Linked DNA regions of Hordeum vulgare: region 2 is linked to region 1. A link is a contact called in public Hi-C data. All regions are on one chromosome and are shown on one strand. Each heading gives the region's core, a stretch centred on a gene start, on an enhancer-like site or on the middle of the called end of the contact. The rest is flanking DNA. Distances are from core to core; before and after follow the strand shown.

The links. A called contact is a pair of places that touch in the nucleus more often than the background predicts.
Region 2: a Hi-C map of seedling shows a contact between it and region 1, with 8 times the contacts expected there. The contact joins the promoter of LOC123443749 here to the promoter of LOC123443747 in region 1. A contact is called at or near these places in 4 of 6 Hi-C or Micro-C datasets (leaf and seedling) and 1 of 1 datasets of contacts at active chromatin or transcription factors (embryo).

The regions. Positions count from the first base shown.
Region 1 is chr3H:325,505,438-325,508,007 of MorexV3_pseudomolecules_assembly, forward strand. LOC123443747 (omega-hydroxypalmitate O-feruloyl transferase-like) reads right to left here and starts at 1,277. Exons shown (of 1, transcript XM_045120268.1): 1 at 1-1,277. The coding sequence starts at 1,134.
Region 2 is chr3H:326,396,405-326,398,974 of MorexV3_pseudomolecules_assembly, forward strand. It overlaps LOC123443749 (protein ROOT HAIR DEFECTIVE 3), which reads left to right and starts at 1,297. Exons shown (of 23, transcript XM_045120271.1): 1 at 1,297-1,531; 2 at 2,476-2,570. The coding sequence starts at 2,478.

The DNA.
Region 1 (2,570 bases), core at 27-2,526:
CCACCCGAAATCGGCCGTGTGGAACCCAAGACGGTTCCACGCCGTGACCAGCGTCGTCGCTGTCATCGACGGCGCCCGGCCACCGGCGACTTCCACGTAGTCGATGGCCGAACGGATGAACGCGCCGTCCGTGCGCCTGATGGCGTCTTGGATCCACCGGGCTGCAGTCGACACCGGGCCGCCGAGGAGGTCGCCGGCAGTGGACACGCAGCAGGCGAAGACGACGGCGTTCCCGCAGAAACCGCGAGGCAGCGGCGGGTCGACGCGCCGCCTTCCGTCGACGGCGAACATGAGCTTGCTCTTCTGCTCGGGGCGCATCCTCATGGCGCGCGACGTCGCGCGCCAGACGAACGCCGTCAGCGCCTCGAAGGTGGAGCACGCGCACGCCTGCCGCTTCAGTCGCGCGAGCTTGCCGGCGTCGATGGCGAAGGCTCGGTGCAGGCGCGGTTCGTCGCGGAGGCCGGCGAGGCCGGACACGTCCTCCATCTCCGCGAACTCCTCGTGCGGGAAGGCGACCGTGGGGCTCGTCCTGGCGCGCAGCATGGTGCGGTCCAGGAAGGGCGGGGAGGAGAGGGGCACGCCGCGGGCCATTTCGGCCCAGGAGCGGAGGAACTCCGCCGCCGCGACGCCGTCCGCCAGGCAGTGGTTCATGGCGAGTCCGAGCACGAAGCCGCCGCACCTGAACCTGGTGACCTGCACGCTCAGTAAAGGCGCCCCCAGCCCCGACGACTCCTCCGAGTTACTACGGCCGACGAACACGAGCTGCCCCTGAACCGCGGCGGCGTCGGGTGCCGACACTAGGACGTCCCCGACCTCCTTGAGCTCGCAGTCGGCGTCCGCGACGACGAAAGGCACGCCACGGCGGTCGTTCCGCACCGAGAGCCTCCCGTCGTCGGCGCTCACCACCAGGCTCCCCTGGAATGGATAGTAGTGCACCAGCACCCTGCCCAGGGCGCCCATGATCACGGTGGCCGCGTCCTCGCCGGCGCGGGACGGGCTGAAGACGTGCACGGTTTTCATGAGCACTGCCACATTCTGGTCGAGGTTGGAGAGGAAGTAGTACTCGTCGGCGGCAGGAACGTCACCGGCAGCGTGCACGAGCACCGGCTCAGCCCTCGTCACCCTCATTCTCATTCTCTGTGTTCCGCACCCTAATCCGCACTTACGTCCTTTGTGCCTACGATGGAACTCATGTTATATAGTACTCTCCTCCGTTTCAAAATAAGTTTTTTAACTTTATACTCCCTCCGTTACTAAATACCATAAGACCTTTTAAAGATTCCACTATATATACTACATACAGATGTATGTAGTCATATTTTAGAGTGTAAATTCATTCATTTTACTCCGTATGTACTCTATAATCAAAACTCTAAAATGTCTTATATTTCGGAACGGAGGAAGTACTAGCTTTGTATAAGGGAAAACCTTTCCCTCAGCCGGCTGATCCGTGCTAGACATCGGTCGGACGCGCTGTCGTTCGGTCGAGTCAATCGAATGGCTGCCTGGACTATCTCTTTATCCCACGTCCTCCCTATGTTACACAAAGACGAAGGGAAAAATTCTGCAACAAGCAAATTATTTCTGAAATTCAACCGTTGTTTCAGGAATTAACGAGTGTAAAATTTATTTCTCGTAACAAAGCGAAAGTTTCTGCAACTGGGCCGTCGTTTCAGGAATGAAAGTTTCTGCAACTCGGCCGTTGTTTCAGGCGGACGGCTGCGCGCGCAGATCGGGACAACTGCGCGTACATCGGACGGACCTCCAGGTGGCGGATGTTTACTAAACATCCGTCGGTAGATGCGTAGCAGCCCCATTTGTATAAAGTTGTAAAGTATTAGAATACTACATCTGCACAACTGTAAAACCCTCTTATATTTTGATACCGAGAAACACGCGCTCCCTCCGTTAACTTAAGATATTTTTTAATATAAATTATTTTTTGGTTATCCCAATTACAAGCATTTAGGTATAGAGAAAATAAATATGAACTAAAATGAGTGAACATACACACTAAAATGCATCTATATACAACATCTTATAATAGTGAAGCGAGTAGTTTCTTTCTTCCAAAAAGGAGGGAGTAGAAGCTAAGCTGCAACGAAACCAAAAGCTATAAGGTCTTTTAAAGATTTTGATATGAACTACACACACGTATGTATAAAATACACATTCATTGATTTTGCTTTATATGTCTTTTGTATTAAAATATTTAAAAGATCTTATATTTATAAACAGCACTATATAAAAAATATATTTACATACACATGACATATACACATACACACCGTTGGTTTTCTTTTTCTTCCAGAAGTGGTCACCCTTGGTCAGATAGTTGGTTTGGGACCTTAAATTTGCTAGGTTATCTTTACCATTTCTAACAGCTGACTGCCATAACCAAACTTAATTACAAACATACCAAAAATATCGACACCCTTTCCCCTTTTGCATGGTTGATATTCTGCATACACTCACTTTTTGTAAACAAGGCAAAATATTTACTATTTTTATTGATTAAGAAAAAAAGAGTTGGTCGGTTAATTAAAGAAAATCAGACGAAAACCTATATT
Region 2 (2,570 bases), core at 47-2,546, 890 kb after region 1:
CTTCGGGATACATCATCGTCTCCCCGTGCGTCGGTTATCTCTTACCCGAACCCTTTACTTATGCACTTTACTTTGTGATAGACATATTGTTTATTGTAATATATCTTGCTATCACTTAGTTGTTTATCTTGCTTAGCATAAGTTGTTGGTGCACATAGGTGAGCCTAGTTGTTTGTAGGTTTTGTGCTTGACATATTAAACGTTAGTTTTATTCCGCATTTGTTCAAGCCTAAACCTTAACTATTTTAAAGCGCCTATTCACCCCCCCTCTAGGCGACATCCACGTCCTTTTCAGCGTGCACTGTTTTGCACCGTCTGTTGGAGTTGTTCGACGTCAAAAAACGAATTTTTGAACGCACATAGCAGTTTTTGGGTGCCTATTGAAGATGCTCTAGAGCAACTCTAGCAAACCCTGTATAATTGCGACGTGCAAACGCGTTTTACAGTTCGACGAAGTGGGGTTTTGCGGGACAAAATGTTGCGCTGCAGAACAGAATAGAACCGGGGGAGGGAGGAGCACGAGCGTGAGCTCGATGCCTTGAAGGAGCTGCCGGAGAAGAGGCGGCCGCGCGCGCGGTCGTACTCCTCTGTCTCGCACGGAGGAGCGACGGCGGCGGCGTCTGGCCCCACTGCGTGTACCGGCGGGCGGCGCGCTTACAGGCGACGTCGGATCTGACGCAATGAACCCTCTCGGGGTCGTCGTTCCTACAACTACCGGAGTTGGCCATCAAAGGGCGTGGAATGGAGCTGCTACGCGGCGGAATGGAGGTGCGCGGCGGCGGATTGGAAGCGCCGACGGTGAGGTGGGGGGACTTTTCGCGGCGGCGGAGGGATAGGATTTCGACCCGCATCCAGCAGTCAAACCCGTAGATATACTGTTCGAGCGCTCGCGTTTACGGGCCACCGCAAAAGTTTTACGGACCGGGCCGCGTTTACAGTTTCTGATGTGATAGGAAAAATAGTCCAAATCCGTATAATCGTCGAAATTTTACAGTTTGAACCATTATACGGGGTCTAGAGTCGCTCTAAATGCTCTAGCGAAATACTCCTTTATCACAGCTTGTGTGAGCGGCGCAGCGTGACATGGCCGCTCGGGTTGGCATGGACGGCCACCTTTCGGCACCCAAAGACCCAGATTTGATGACGCAAACAATTTTTAGAATTCCGACCATCCATGGCTGTTGGATTTTTATATACGTGTGTGTATACGAGTATAATAAGATCATACTGTATGCATGGCTATACAAAGTACCAGTATATGCGTCGTGTCGGCCTCGGGCGATACCCTCACCGAGTCCGAATATTTTCCCTTTCTTTCTCCCCTTGTGCTTTCTCGTTCGTATTTACTCCTCTCCTCCTTTCGAAATTCACAAATTACCAACCTCCCCATAAAAGCCACGCCTTCGTGCTCCTCCTCTCTCTTCCTCCTCGCCCCCACCCCCCCCACCCCCTTTCGTCCCGCTCCCCCCATCCTTCGCCGCCGACGCCGACGCCGACCGCCGTACGGGGGCCCTCCAGCGCAATCTCCACGGTGCGTATCCCCCCCCTCTCTCTGATCCGATCAACGCTTCTCGGATCGCTCCCTGACCTTGTCCCAGGGTCCCGGATTTCGATACCCCCCCTTGCTTTTTTTGTTGCTCCTCGTGGTGTGCGGTGATTCCTGGCGAATAGGCGACCAGATCGATGCGGGGAGCTGCTCCAATCCTCGTCGGTGGCGCCGGACCGCTAGATTCAGCTGGTTCCCGTTCGGTTTTGGGGGTTTATGGCTGTTGGTTTGGGCGATTCCGACCCGCGGCGCTCGATTCGCCTGGAGTTCGGGGCGCGTGCTTGGATCGCCTCCCGCTGGATCGTCTCGAAAGGCCCCGCCTTTTTTTAGCTTTCTTCCCCTTGATCTCGTGATCTCTCCGGCCGTACGATCTCGCTAGGGTTAAGGATACTTGCGGCAGCACTGTCACTGTAAGTTGCCGTAGAACTCTCCTTGGTGTATAAAGGAGGATTGTTTGATCCGCGTAACATGCAGCATCCCTGGCTGGGTTGCATGCGAGCTTGTACGGTCTGCGATCTGTAGTAATAATTGTAGTAGTGAATCGTAGTTTGACCCAGAGGAAAGCCGTATGAGCGCATGCATCCATCAATTTGCTCCCTCAGTACACTAGTAACATTCGACTGCCTATACCTCTCTCTCCCCATTTAATGCTCCCGCTCTTTTCACAGGCTTAATGGAGTAATCATCACCTGATAATTTAAAAATATTACTACACTTCTCTTCTTGACATTGTTTTTGCGTATAATGCTCAAGAAACGGCATTATTGAAGGCTTGCGCTCGGATCTGCGTGTCTTATTTATCCCATCTGTTCTTTTTTCTTTCTCTTTCAAAATTTGAAGGCTCTATGGGTTGAAAATCACTCATCACTTCTTGGTGTCCCATTCCCAGCTTAAATGTGATATTGTCTCATGCGTTTCCTCTCTTGCAGAAATGGAGGACCCCTGTCTTTCTACGCAGCTTATTGATGGAGATGGTGTTTTCAATGTTTCTGGATTGGAGAGTTTCCTGAAGGAAGTTAAATTG